Regions from separate parts of the Oryctolagus cuniculus genome. Here region 2 is linked to region 1. The links are chromatin contacts, called in public Micro-C maps. All regions are on one chromosome and are shown on one strand. The core of a region is the stretch at or near the end of the contact, and the rest is flanking DNA. Distances in the headings are between cores, read along the strand shown. Region 1 holds the start of ANKRD23 (ankyrin repeat domain 23). Region 2 holds the start of KANSL3 (KAT8 regulatory NSL complex subunit 3).

Region 1 (7,481 bases), core at 2,309-4,808:
CACCGCAGGCCCAGGGACTTGAGAAGGGGGTGGAGCTGCAAGCACAGCGGAAGGGCAGGAGCAGGTTCTGAGCGCGTGCAGACGGGCGCCACCCTGTGAGGGGCTGCTCCGGCCTCGGAGGCCATCCCTCTGCACTGCCTGGGCTGCAGCCTTCCGCGAGGAAGCCCCCCCTGGCCACCCGCCACAGGAAACGCTTCCTCGGGCCTGCAGCCCCACGTTGTCACTCACCTTAACCACGGGCTCAGGTTCCCTGGGGGGGACTCTGCGTCTCAGTCGCTTCTCTCTCCGTCTTTGAACCAAGTGTTCCAGGTCAGCCAGCGTCTCCAGATGGACTCTGGAGCTGTTAAATCTTTCAAGCTGAGAAGGCGCAGCGAGTGGACGGAAGACAGGAGCAGGCCAGACGTCAGCCAGAGGTTGGAGCAGGGCGGGGCCCCTGGGGCGGCCGCCCCACTCCCACCCAGCGCTCACCTTCACCTTCTTCTCCTCTTCCACTCTCAGCTTCTCCCGGGCCATGGCCTCCTGGGGCCCCAGCCTCCAGTCACAGGGCCAGCCTCCGGGGTCGGGGACTCCATGTCCGATTCCCAACGCTTTCCTCCCAACTCCTCCTCCACTTACCTGCAGGAACAGGCAGAGGACAAGCAATCAGAAAACAGGGTTGTACAGTGCCAGGGAGACGGCTGGCGAGGGCTGTGGACGGGGTGAGTTTTGGGGACTGGAGAGGCTGCCTCCCATCCGCGGTGACGTCCTGGGGGATGAGTGACCTCTGCCTGCCCTGCTCTGTCAGCAGGACCCAGGGGTGAGGCGAGCCCGCATCCATCCATACCGCTGGCCAGGGCCCAGGCACCCTTGAGCCAGATGACCGCTTAGCTTCCCTCCTGGGCTGCTGCCTTAGATTCCTACCGGATCACGCCATGCTGCCTTGCGGTACAAGCTCAGAGGGACTGAGACACACGCCCTGGGGGAATTCAACTCCGCTTGCTGGGAAACTGTCTCCATAAAACGGGCTCCAACCTGCACTTAACCTAAAGGAGCTGGGGCGGTTACGGGAGTTACTGGTCTCGTGCTTGGGAGTGAGTCCTCCCCTCACAGCTGGGGAGCACTGAGGACCGAGCCTGTGGGGAGAACAGGCTGGAATGATAGGATGACGGGGCTGGGGCTCCCGGCCAGACAGAACCAGATTCCCTTCTAAAGCAACGCTGCCCAGGCCCCACTGCTGGTGGGCAACGTGACATCCTCTAGGTCCCCAACACTGACAAAGCCCAAAGCACCCCTGGGGCAAGGATGCCCTTCTCCCTGCCCCCACCCAGGCCCTCCAGAGCAGTGGCCACCCTCGTGCTCCCCGGAGTCTGCCGCCTCCCTTCCCTGTCACGATCCAGGGCGGGGCTCGGTGCACACCAGGACTCTCACGGCCACCACACCCAGCTTCTTCCTTGCCTGCCAGCAGCTCATGCAGAACCAGGCACAGAGCAGACGGGAGCTGCCCACCTCCTGGTGCCTCCGCCCTGACCCTCAGACCCCAGTGAGCAGCTGCCTGCCCGCCACCCGATAGCCAGGGACCTGCCGGGGGGCGCCCCCTGTCCTCACCAACTGCTGAATGCTGATGAAGTCCATGGTCCCCCCGCTCTCCGCACCCCCAGTGAGAGCCCGGGCGCTGCCCTCTTATAGCTCGGCCTCCTCCTGGGGGCGGGTGGGGGCAGGGAAGGACAGATGACTCTGGGGTTCTGTCACATCGACCAAAATACCAGCCTGGGAAAGCAGCCCGCGAGGCAGACAGGGAGCCGCCGCCTTCCACACGCCCTCGCCTGCACCTCTGCCATACCCCACTCCGCTCGGAGCCGCTGAGCCACCGAGCACGCGGCCCAGCCACGAGCCCGTGCTCAAGGGGACACCTTTCCCACCTTGCTGCGTTCGCACCCGCCAGGGAAGAGACCAGTTTGGGCTTCCATGTTGTTGGAAGTCTGGCTGCCTGGGAAACTTCCAAGACCCGGCCCAGTGACCTTGGCACAAGCTGGCCAGAATCCTGCAGGGAAGAGCTGGCCTCTACATGACAATGCACAAACAGCTCTGTGTGATCTCAAGGCTGCCCCCATCCCTCCTGCCTCCCATGCCGGCAGCCCGAGTTACGCTGTGCCAGCCACTGTGGGGGGGCTGGGCCTCGCAAATGTCTCCCATGCTCCCTGTGGGTCCCCACCAGACACCCCCAGCCATGAGTGCACCCTCCACAGGGAAGGGGGGCTGCGGTCGGCCCCGGGTCCCAGGATGTAGCAGGAACCATGAAACCAGCCCCAGAGCAGTCTGTCTCAGGCCACCGTAAGCAAAAGTCCTGGATCTCAGGCCCATCGCCCAGCGGTGACCTTTGCGAGGAAACCTGAGAGCCAGTAAATAAGATTCCAGAGCCCAGCGGCCGCCATCGCCAGACAGCAGGGAGCGCCGGGGTCAGCAAGGGCCAAAGGCCAGCAGCTCTGGCCGTGAAGTCCAGAAGCTCACACAACAGAACCCGAGACAGTGAAGAAACTAAGCTCTGGGGTTTCAGGGGATTTTTTTTTCCGACAGAACTCTTTGGCTACAAGAGGAAAGACTCACCCAGACTAGAACGAGGACAAGTGGACAAGAAAAAGTCAGACTTCAGCCTGTGCGCCTCGGCCTCTGAGCACAGGGGCATTGCAATCAGCAGGCTCCACCCCAGACACTCAGCAAAAAAGCACTCGCCCTGCCAGGGCTAGCGCTGATTTTAAAAAGTCTTCCTAATTAAAAACCCAAAAGTAAACAGGAAGTCCAGGGCCTGCCGGCCCAGGGGAAAGCCCGCGTGGGTGCCGGGAGAAGGCACGCGCTCCCTGCTCTCCTGGCTCTCCTCCGCCCAGCTGCAGCTCCAGACGCACGCACCCTTTGCTGGAAGCGGCCTCGGGCCCCTAGCCCAGGCAGCACCGCCTCTGCGGGGGGCCCCCCAGGCTGAGTGCCTGCACGTGAACCTCCCTGCAGCCACGGGGGAGCAGTCCAGAAGCGCCAGATTCCTGGCTCTGCTCATTTAAATACATGTGGCCAGACTGCCACCTACCGTGACTGTACCGGTTTCCGTGGCCAGACACCAACAGAGTTAAGTGACAGCATGACAGAAGAAATTTGAAACGAATGGACATAAATGTACGTGTAAAACAGAGGATCGATATGCCGAATATAAACGGCTTTTCTGGGTCAAGAAAAGAAATCGACACGGGCGGGAAGCAGTATTCCCCTCACTGTAACTCGCCCGCAGACTAAAGCAGCAGCGCCCTCTGCCGGTCACAGGCCGGAAGGAGTGGGTTCCGACCCTGCCAGCACTGAGCACGTCTGGAGCAGGAACTAAGCAAAGCACTCGCCACGGAGCTCCCCTCCCCCAGTCCCCACGGTGGCCCTGGGGCGGGCCCCCTGTAACCACTCTCACCTCGGACCAGCCACCGGGGGACCGACGGAGCAGGGGCAGCTCTCGCCACGGGCGCCGCACTTGTGTGCTCTGATTTTTGGTCGTTCATCTTGAGGTTTATCTTTGTGGGCGGAGGTAGGGATTTGACTTTATTGGTTTTTCCAAATGGATGGACGTTCCCACAGGACCTGATTCAGAACATGATCGCCTGTCCGGGCGCAGGCACGTCCCGCCCCACCAAACCTCCTCCCTCACATCCACGGAGGCCCGGCGGGGTTCTTCCGGGGTCTTCTGGCCTCAGTTTCCCTCCGCACAGCGTGCGGCAGGAGGGCGGCCTCTCTCTCAGGCGGCCAGCAGGTCCCGCAGGTCGCTGTGGCTGGGCAGCAGGTCGCAGGCCAGCCGCGCCTTCCGGTCGCGGACCGCCTTCAGGGCCGGGCTGTGCTGCAGCAGCAGGGAGCAGATGTCCACGTGGCCCTTCTCCGCAGCCTGGGGACAGACACACCCAGGTCAGGCTCACCCCTGCCAGACCCTGCCCCTTCTTGCTCCTCTGAGATCCTGAGGAAGCGGGCCAAGGCCGGCCTGAGGCGGTTTCCTCGAACTCCTTTAGAAACCCAGCGACTCTCCAGGAGGCGGTGGAGGGCCCAGGGCCCTCTGGCGGGAGCCCGTCTTTCTTTCTATGTCTCCACCCTGTGGCCACTGCTGGCTTGGGTCAGAGCCACACAAACAGCTCGGCCATTCAGCCATCACCTGCAGGGTGCTGGGCGCCACGGGCAGCCGCCAGACGAGCTCGGGTTCCCAGCCTTCTCTTCTCCTTTGAGACACGGATCCTCATTTGGGCATCACTTTAAGATTTGTTTATTTATTTGAAAGGCAAAGCTAAGAGCGGGGGAAGGGAGAGGGACTGCTCTTCTATCTGTTGGTTCACTCCCCAAGATGGCCACAATGGCCAGCAATGGGCCAGGCTGAAGCCAGGAGCTTCTTCCAGGTCTTCCACACTGGTGCAGGGGCCCAAGCACTGGAGCCATCTTCCACTGCTTTCCCAGGCCATAGCAGAGAGCTGGATTGGAAGTGGAGCAGTCGGGACTAGAACTGGCGCCCACATGGTGCCACAGCACCGGCCCCTGGGCAGCAATTCCTAAATGTCGCTAAAGGTAACCGAGGTAAGCGACTGTGTAGCTTACCTTTCCCGATACCTCTCGGAGGTGGGAATCGCCACTACTGCCCCAGACAGACTGCAGCGCACAGAAGCGAAGCAACTTGCCCGAGGTCCCCGAGCTGCCGTGGCAACGTGGGGATGCGAAGTCGGCCCTGCTGACGGCTGGGCTCTGTACCTTCCCCGCACCTCCCAGCAAACTGACGGACGCCAGGGGCCCGCACAGGGCGAGAAGCAGCCCCAGAATCCACCACGGGACCTCCGGAGCCCGAACCTTCACGCAGCAGGTCCTCCTGGTGAGCGCAGACCCGGCTGTGGCTTCTGTCTCGCTGCCTAGTTCAAGCAGCGGTCTGCTGTGAGCAGGGCGAGATGCGGCCCCAAGAATTCCTCACGGAAAGCAAAATACCAGGGGCCGCACTGTGGTGCAGCAGGCTAGGCTGCTGCCCGTGACGCCGGCACCCCACGTTGGAGTGCTGCTCCAAGTCCCAGCTGCTGCTCCTCCAATCCAGCTCCCTGCAATGTGCTTGGGAAGGCAGAGGAAGATGGCCTAAGTGCTAGGGCCCCTGCACCCATGTGGAGACTCAGACGGAGATCTTGGCTCCCGGCTTTGGCCTGGCCCAGCCCTGGCTGTTGCGGCCATTTGGGGAGTAAGCCACAGGGAGCTCTCTCTCTGTTTCTCCCTCTCTGTCACTCTGCCTTTTAAATAAACAGAATAAATCATTAAAAAAAAGTTTGCAAATAGCTTATTTTAAAACCTAGCAAAGAAGAATAACTTCCAGCCCTCACACATTTTCCCTGTCCACATGAGAGAACAGGGGATGCGATGCATCTAAAGTGCTGCGCCCCCGTGGGTGACGCCAGCCAGGTGAACATGGAGCACCCTGCCTGTAAACACCCACCATGTGAACTGTGGTGATGAAACGTCGGAGCGACACCACTTCACACCATTAAGACCTAGGCAGTCTGCCCAGCCAACTGGCAAGGATTAAGAAAAACCCGACACCCAGCTGTCTGTTCAGCACATACTTGTGGAGCACCTGTGCCAGGGCTGCCACAGGGGTGAGATAAAGGCCCAGCTGTCTCCAGGGAGAGACAGGCGGCCAGTGGGGAAGCTCAGGGTCACAGCAGTCAGGCAACCTCGCGTCCAGGGAGCACATGGCTGGGCAGGTCTGGGGGTCAAGGGCGGGTAGGGTTGGGAGGGAGGAAGGGAGGGTGTGCATGTGTTACAGTCCAGAAGGAAGCGTAAAAGGGGCCCACGTAAAAAGGGATGGGACAGGCATCTAGAAAGGAGGAATAGCGTCTGACGTGTGGCCCTGGGGAGACAGAGTAGTAAATTAAGGAAGATCAGCAGGTCCTTGGGGTAAGGGACACATGGATAAGAACTCGGAATAAAACGGAGAGGGTGGTGGGAGCTGTCCCTAGAAGGGAACAGAAAGCCTCTGGAGGATTCCAAATGCGCATGATCAGAACCACTTTTTTTTTAAAGATTTTATTTATTTTTATTTGAGAGTTAGAGTTACAGACAGTGAGAGGGAAGGACAGAGAGAAAGGTCTTCCCTCTGTTAGTTCACTCCCCAAATGGCCACAGTTGAGCCGATCCAAAGCCAGGAGTCAGGAGCTTCTTCCAGGTCTCCCACGTGGGTGCAGGGCCCAAGGACTTGGGCCATCCTCCACTGCTTTCCCAGGCCACAGCAGAGAGCAGGATTGAAAGAGGAGCAGCTGGGACTTGAACCTGCACCCATATGGGATGCCAGTGCCACAGGCAGAGGATTAACCTACTGCGCCATGGCACCAGCCCCCAGCACCACTTTTTAAAATTTATTTTCTGGGGCCGGCTCTGTGGTGTAGTGGGCTAGGCCTCGACCTGCAGTGCTGGCATCCCATACAGGTGCTGGTTTGTGTCCCGGCTGCTCCTCTTTTGATCCAGCTCTCTGCTATCGCCTGGGAAAGCAGCAGAAGATGGCCCAAGTCCTTGGGCCCCTGCACCCACGTGGGAGACCCAGAAGAAGCTCCTGGCTCCTGGCTGTGGATTGGCCCAGCTCCAGCTGTTGCAGTCATTTGGGGAGTGAACCGGTGGGTGGAAGCTCCCCCTCTCTCTCTCTCCCTCTAAGTCTGTAACTCTGCCTCTCACATAAATAAATCTTAAAAAAAAAAAAAAAAAAAGTATTTCCACTGTGGATGCCCTGGGAGGGCGCTCTCCCTGGCTCTGTCCAGGGGCTTTGTCCTGTGCTGTACAGCCCCTCCCCACAACGCTGGAGATGACGTGGGCCTGGCGTCTGCGCCTGCAATTCCTGCAGCTTCCCCAAGTCCTGCAGGCAATGGCTGCGGAGATGAGCCGTGCAGGAAACACGTCTAAGCAGGCTGGAGTCTCACGGTAGAGTGAGAGGCTTCGGAATGTCATCTCAGATTCACTATCTCTCAGGGGAGCAGAGGAGCCACTCTGGGGCCCGGGCTCCCTTGTCTAGCAGGGAGAGCTGGTAAAGGATTCAAAAAATAAATAAAACAACTTGGGAATGCAGCAGGTTTGAAAAATCTTGGGCACATTTGTAGATTTTGGGGATTCAAGAGTTTCCAAATAATTGAATGGTACAAATGTGAAAGCATTAGAAGCTAGATTATTTAAAAAGACCAATGTATTTTATTTCTGATATAAATGTTTGCAGTTCACCTAAGGAAACTAAAAATATTGATGTATTGTGAACTGATATAAAGATGACTGTTCATTAAAAATATAGATTTTTATTCACTTGAAAGGCAGAGCAACCGAGACACGTGGCCCCAGTACCTGAGCCGTGACCTGCACCCAGGATGTATTTCAGCGGGAAGCCTGACTGGACACAGGTGAGACTCCAACCCAGGCACCCCAATACAGGATGCAGATATCCCAGGCAGCAGCTTAACCCCCTGGGACACAACACCCTGCCAGAG
Region 2 (7,481 bases), core at 1,780-4,279, 200 kb before region 1:
AGAAAATGGCCCAAGTACTTGGGCCCCTGCCATTCACATGAGAAACTGGAGTTCTCAACTCCTGGCTTTACCCTGGCCAAGCCCCAGCTATTGTAGCCATTTGGGGGAGTGAACCAGCTCTCTGTTTCTCTGCCTTTCAAAGGAAGGACAGAAGGCAGGGAGGAAAAGTAAGAAATGAAAAATACAAGCCATCTCTCAACGAAACTAAAATCCATGTTTGAGGAAAAGGTTAAACATTAGGTAAGATTAAAAACACCAATGGGGCGGGGGTGGGGGGAGTTCCAGGCTCCCGACTTCGGCATGACCTAGTCCCGCCTGTTGTAGCCGTTTGAGAAGTGAACCAGCATATGGAAGACCTCTCTAACTCTGCCTTCCAAATAAATAAAAATAAATATATTTTAAAAAGAGCATGGTGGGGCTAGTGCTGTGGCATAGCAGGTAAAGCCGACACCTTCAGTGCCGGCATCCCATATGGGCATCTGCCTGCTATACTTCCGATATAGCTCTCTACTATAGCCTGGGAAAACAGTGGAAGATGGCTCAAGTCCTTGGGCTCCTGCACCCATGTGGGAGACTCAGAAGAAGCTCCTGGCTCCTGGCTTTCAATTGGCACAGCTCCAGCCATTGCTGGCCATCTGGGGAGTGAACCAGCAATGGAAGATCCCCCCGCCCTGGCCTCTGCCTCTCTGTAACTCTGCCTTTCAAGTAAATAAATAAATCTTAAAAAAAAAAAAAAAAAAAAAAGAGCATGGTTTGATTATCGGAATAAAGCATATCAATAAATCTTGAAATGTGAGGAATTCCTTAAAGCTCAAAAGAACTATCAAACAGATCTCATCTAATGTAACTGTGTCACTTATCACCTGGTAAGTTTATGAAACTTCCTAACTCTAAGATAGGCAAGCTGAAAATATAATTAGACCTAGGAGGGGTTTAGACGATTAACTCATGAATGACAGACAGGTCTGTAACACACTGAGAGAGAAAGCAACATCCTGGGTATGTGCTCCTAATCTGTGTGTGTGAAGCCAGGGAAAGCAAAATTCACTACCATAAAAAAGCTACTGTTGCTACTGTCCAAGAAGCCACCGGACTAAAGTGAAAGGGATCTTATCCCGGATGGCAGTTTTTTAAAAATCAACTTCTCAGTCTTTCTTCACCAGTATAATCCTCTTCAGTTTCCATTTGACCCAAGTTCTATTATCTAAGACTCGGGTGGGGAACGTCTAGCCTGCAGGCGGTAAAGGCCTGGGAAATCCTTTGGTCTGGTTCTGCCTAGGTAACCCGCAGGCAAGACTCAGAATTCAACAAGTCTGTGGAAGGCTAATTTTTAAGCTGATAATTTTATATGGCCCATGATCGATGATATAAGTATGCAAACAGCCCTTGGCAGAAAAGAGCTTCCCCACCCAAGGCTGTTTGCTTTCCCTGGGATATTTTGCTTTCCTAACTCTTGTCAGGCACCATGAATGCACACGTCCATATCCTTGTGTTGCTTTACAGAGACGGTTGAGTTAAACATCCACACTCTCCAGACAATGCCCCCCAATCAGCCCTAAGAAAAAATCACCTCTCATCCCCCAACCAGCTGATCACTGCCCACTTAGGGCAGTGTCAGCCCCTAAGAGAAAAGAGCCCAAACTCACATGGTGGTTTCGTGTTGTCGCCGGGGAGTAACAAAGAGCATGCGTGTGGGGCGGGCACTACTCGCGTCGGGGTGGGCACTCCACGGCTTAGCATAGCTATGATCCAGAAAAACCAGGTCCAGCTCCCGTTCATGCACTGAAAGCTGGAAGAGCAGCGAGGTGCCCATGCGCCGAGCTGAAGTCTGGAAGTCTCTCTCCCCACCCCGGTGGGCCATGTCCATAGACGGGCAGCAAGGTCAAGGCATGGGCAACTGCATGCTCGCCACCTGTGGTGCAAAGTTTCCGTTTAGGTCAATTTATTTTAAATTCCTCCCAGCCTACACCCGCGAATATGCTCACTTTTGTGACCTGCTCATACCCACCATAGGGAGGGTTCCTGAGATCCCACACCACTGCCCAAAATGGCTATGACGCCACGACTTGCTCCATATCCAAGCTCGAACAAAACTGGACCACTGCAGAGCTGACTGATTCCACGGTTCGCGGGGACCTCACAGAGACAGGCACTGAACTTGCGTGGTCAGCACCAAATTCTTCTATGTGGGTGGGAGGGGTCTTAGCAAACAACAGGATATACAAATACGAATTCTTTAAAAGCTGAGGGCCTCTTTCTGCCCACCACGGAGGGTGAACCCGAGTGCGGGCACCAATGGAAAAGCAGGCCAGTGGTGGAGGGCAGGGGGTGGGGGGGACCTCCAAGACGCTCATCTCAGCCAGGGCCCCCTTCCTCAAGTCTCCACTGTCCCGCGTTAAACCAAAGTTTTGCAAACTACTTCGTAACAGCCTGGGTTTTCTTCAACAGAAAAACGAGGGTCTCCCCGCCCCCCACCCGCGCCAGGCCTGGGACAACATGACAGCCTGGAAGCCCTTTCTCTCCCCCGAGGTAGCAAACCGCCCGGTACTCCAGGCACCTGGAGGGGTTCCCGCCACTGAACCGCAAAGCGGCCCACGTTGGACGCAGGGCTTAGGAGTCCCATTTTACAGACCAAGCCGCCGGCTAAGAGAATTAAAGCGACCTGGCCAAGGTCACCGAGAGTTCGCGACGAGGAGGAGCCGCCTGGCACCCGCCCCCCACTCCCGCGGGCCGGGCCAGGCGCCCGCGTCACGGCGGCCCAAACGCGGTCCCCGCCCGCCCCCGGCCCAACCCGCCCGCTCGTCCCTGCCCCGGCCTCCAGCGCCAACTACCCGCATGCCCCGGCAGCCCCGAGGCCCTGGCCGCGGCCCCCACCCGCCCCGGCCGCGGCCGCGACCCCCACGGCCCGCCACCCCCACAGGGGCCGACCCTTCTCTCACCCGCGGTCGCCCGGCCGCGCGCTCGGCCCGGGCCTGCCGCTTGCGCGCGTGCGCGGTGCCGCCTCCACGCCCCGGCGCTCCCGGCTCCGGGGAAAACACGGAAGCAGATCGCTGCCGGGGAAGGGAGGGGCGGCGAGCGGCAAGGCCCGGAGAGGCGCGGGGCGGGGCGGGGAATGCGCGCTCGTCTCGAGGCTGGAGATGGCGGGAAAGTGAGGCCGAAGGACGAAGCTGGCTGCTACAGCCGCTCCCAGCCCAAGGGGTCCCTCGGCCTGTGATGGCCGCCCCGAGGGGAAGGGGGGAGGGCGCCAGACCTCCCACTCCCTGAATTTACTTGTTAGGGGTTTGCTCTTAGCCACAGAAACCACCACAATAAAGATAGATTATAAGGAATAAAAAGGTGCATTGGTTCAAAAACTGCTCTTTAAAAAAAAAAAAAAAACCCTTATCAAAAACAGATGAGGAAAATTTAAAGAAAAACGTCTGTTCGGAGCTTCGCTGAGTGGTGTTGGTTCTTATAATAGGGAACCTGCCCTAAAGGAAGCGGGCTTTGGAGCCACAGTTAGGACAATGTTAGGACAATGCAATACCAGCATCCCCTCTGGAGTGCCTGGCTTTGAACTCTTGACTCTGGATTCCAGCTTCCTGCTGATGCGCACCCTGGGAGGTACCAGGTGATGGCTCACGCACCTGGGTGTCTGCTGCCCCCGTGGAAGACCCTGAGTGAGTCCCCAGCTCCCACCTCTGTCCTGCTCATGGCATGGATCATGTCTCCTTGTCCAGCGAATCCACGCTGTATACGCCACTCGCCATTTCTTCCTGTTCGCATGTGTCTCAATTACTAGAGCAGTCGTGGAGAACTGGAAAGCTTGTGTGCAAGTCACTTCTCTTTGACTTAACAATGGTTCCAAAAGAGTTCCGCGCTGGCAATTTGGATATGCCACACAGCAGGCACCTTAAGTGCATCTTTTTTAAGTGAAAAAGTGAAAGTTCTCTACTCAATAAGTAAAGAAAAAATTGTATGCTGAGATTGCTAAGATCTATGGTAAGACAGAATCTTGTGAAATTGTGGAGAAGGAATATAAATATATATATATATATATATTTGACAGACAGAGTTAGACGGTGAGAGAGAGATAGTGAGAAAGGCCTTCCTTCAGTTGGTTCATCCCCAAAATGGCCGCCACGGCCAGAGCTACGCCAATCCAAAGCCAGGAGTCAGGTGCTTCTTCCTGGTCTCCCATGCGGGTGCAGGGCCCAACCTCTTGGGCCATCCTCCACTGCCCTCCTGGGCCACAGCAGAGAGCTGGACTGGAAGAGGAGCAACCGGGACTAGAACCCGGCACCCATATGGGATGCTGGCACCACAAGTGGAGGTTTAACCAAATGAGCCACAGTGCCAGCCAAAGGTATATTGTTTTAATTGTTCTATTTTGTTCTTATTGTTGTTAATTTCTTACTATGCCCAATTTATAAATTAAACTTTATCATAGAAAAAAAACATAGTTTATATAGGGTTGGTACCATCCTGCGATTCAGCCCTTCAGAGGGAGCCTCGGGGTGCATCCGAGGACAAGGGATGACTGCTGTCCTGGTACAGGTAGAAACAGAGGAGGTCTTGCTTGCTGGGCTCGTGTTGGAGCTGAGATTACAACCCTCCAGACCCGACCTCTACCCTGAACTGCCTCCCCTTCATTGTTTTTTTCTTTTCTTTCTTGAAAGACGAGAGAGAGATTTTTCCATTTGCTGGAATTCTGCAGAAAGTTAAAACACAGAATTACTGTAGGACCTAGCAAGCCCATGCCCAAGTTTATACCCAAGAGACCTGGAATATATGTCCACACAAAAACAACGTATGCATGCTCAGTGTAGCATTATTCACAATAGCTAAAATATGAAACAATCAGAACAGATGTTGTACAGTGGGTTAACTCACTGCTTGGGACGCCCACATCCCATTCCGAGCACCTGGGATGCAGTCCTGTCTCTGCTTCCCATTCACTGTCTGCTACGGCCTAGCCTGGGAGCAGCAGATGCTGGCTCCCTGTCACCCACATGGGAGACCCAAATGGAGTTCCAGGCTCCTTAGAACTGCCCATGCTCTGGCTATTGCAGGCATTTGAAAAGGGAACCAGCAGATGGAAGATATCTCTCTCTCTCTCTCTCTCTCCCGCCCCCCCCCCCATTGCTCTGCCTTTCAAACAAATAGATATTTATCTATTTTTAAAAAACATATGGAAACTGCGGCCGGCGCCGCGGCTCAATAGGCTAATCCTCCGCCTTGTGGCGCCAGCACGCCGGATTCTGTCCCGGTTGCCCCTCTTCCAGGCCAGCTCTCTGCTGTGGCCAGGGAGTGCTGTGGGGAGCAACTCGGACTAGACTGTTACTGGAATTAAGACTTATTCTATGCATCTGCTCTCCCACAATATGGCGCTGAGAAGGAAGTAAACAACTTCTACGCAGCTGCCTCTCGCCAACTTGAGTGATGACCTGCAGGAGCTGATCCTGCTCCTGATTGGAGGAGAGCAGCGTACTCGGCGTGTGGGTAGCAGAGTTGGGGTTGGTGGAAGAGGACTATAAAGGAGGAGAGAGACAACATGCACCAGGAACATCTATCTGAAGGAACACCTGTGCAGCCCCGGAGAGAGCCGGCCGGTGGTGTGCCGCTCCCCCGCGGAAGTGGGGAAAGTGGCCAGGGGGAACCGCCCTTCCACGGAGGTGGGAGGGACGGCAGCCAACCTGGGAAGAACCAGCAGCAAACCCGGGGAGGGCCGAGCAGACGAAAGAACAATGCAGGGTCCTGTGTCGTTCCTCCACGAAGAGGGGGAGCGACATAATGGTGCCGTGACTCGGATATGAAGCCTAGGCAGGGTTTAGTGTCGTTCCTCCATGAAGAGGGGGAGCGACAGAGTGCAGTGGAGGATGCCACCCCATGGGAGACCAGGAAAAGCACATGGCTCCTGGCTCCTGCCATCGGATCAGCGCGGTGTGCTGGCCGCGGCGGCCATTGGAGGGTGAACCAATGGCAAAGGAAGACCTTTCTCTCTGTCTCTCTCTCTCACTATCCACTCTGCCTGTCAAAAAAAAAAAAAATATGGAAACCAATTAAAACGTTAAAAAAAATGGAAACAACCTAAATGTCCATCAACTGATAATTGGATAAACAAAATATGGTATTTCCATGCAATGAACTTATAGAGCCATGAAAAGCAATAAAATACTAATGTTACCACAGCAAGATGAGCCCATCGCCTGCACCCATCAGAAGGCCAAAATACTGAAGTCATGGTCTCTTGTGGTAAGTTCATTACAAGGTAGCCAAGCAAGGAGTCTGGAGCAAATACTCAAAGCTGACTCCTTATCAGCGGCCTGGGGAAAGGTTTTGTGGGTTAGGTAGGAGGGAGCTGGTATGCAGAAACACTGGCGAGGCAAGTTCTGATTGGAGGGGCTTGGAGTCAGACCAGTGTAGTGCTATCGTGTTTTAAGCAGCTCCCTAGAAAAGCAGGAACTTAAAGGGAAAAAGTATACACACGCACACACACACATACACACACACACATTAGGCCCATTGTTAAAGCATAAAATGGAAGAACTTGCAGGAAAAGAGCAGGGAAACCTAACAGGAGGTTTTCCAGTTCAGGGCATGGGGGAATCGTTGTAAAGAGGCAGTCTGACCAGAAAAAGGGGAGGTCTGGTATCACTGATACAAGCTACAAACATGAATAAACTTTGAAAATGCTGTGGATCTGGTATGAACTTTGCCCCTGTTTTCCTTTGAGGTAGTCATTTTTTTTTCTTAATTTTAAAGAGCTTGCTGTTTTATTTTTATAATTTGTATTTACTTATTTTTTATTTGTTTGAAAGACAGATAGAGCAGAGATCGCCCTTCCACTAGTTTACTTCCCAAATGCCTGTAACAGCCACTGCTGGGTCAAGTTGAAGCCAGCAGCCCAGAACTCAACCCAAGTCTTCAATGTGAATAGCAAGCACCCAAGTTCTTGGGCCACCATCTGCTGCCCCCAAGGTTGCATTCATAGGAAGCTGGAATGCAGAGCGGAATCCTGGCATTCTGATGTGGGAAGCGAGCGTCCCACGTGGTGTCTTAACCACTGGGACAGATGACCATTCCACTCCAAGAGCTCATAAAAGCTAATACTCATTTGGATATTAAATATGTTGCAAATGTTTCTCCTAATTTTGATAAATCTCTTAAATTTGATGTATACTTCCTATACATGAATTTTTATTTTTATGCAATCAAATCTGTCAGTCTTTTCCTTTTTAGGGGTATTTTGTGTCATGCTTACTTTGCCTTTTTTATAAACTTATCTTTTAATTTCGTTTTATATGAACTTAGGAAAAAAAAGGCAGAATTACAAAGACAGAGAGAGAGCTCCCATTTGCTGGTTCAGTCCTCAAATGGCCACTACAGTCTGGGCTAGATCAGGCCAAAACCAGGAGTCAGGAATTCCATCCTGGTCTCACGTGGGTGGCAGGGATCCAAGTCATTCACTGATTTCCCAGGTGCGTTAGCAGTTGCGTTAG

Evidence for each region. A called contact is a pair of places that touch in the nucleus more often than the background predicts.
Region 2: a Micro-C map of ear pinna shows a contact between it and region 1, with 4 times the contacts expected there. The contact joins the promoter of KANSL3 here to the promoter of ANKRD23 in region 1. A contact is called at or near these places in 2 of 6 Hi-C or Micro-C datasets (ear pinna and psoas muscle).

Annotation. Positions count from the first base shown.
Region 1 is chr2:110,881,634-110,889,114 of mOryCun1.1, reverse strand. It overlaps ANKRD23 (ankyrin repeat domain 23), which reads right to left and starts at 3,558. Exons shown (of 9, transcript XM_070068768.1): 1 at 3,422-3,558; 2 at 469-615; 3 at 229-357. The coding sequence starts at 513. ANKRD39 (ankyrin repeat domain 39) reads right to left here. Exons shown (of 4, transcript XM_002710017.5): 4 at 3,523-3,886. The coding sequence ends at 3,743. It also overlaps the pseudogene LOC127490436.
Region 2 is chr2:111,076,681-111,084,161 of mOryCun1.1, reverse strand. KANSL3 (KAT8 regulatory NSL complex subunit 3) reads right to left here and starts at 3,029. Exons shown (of 20, transcript XR_011386485.1): 1 at 2,940-3,029; 2 at 1,647-1,912.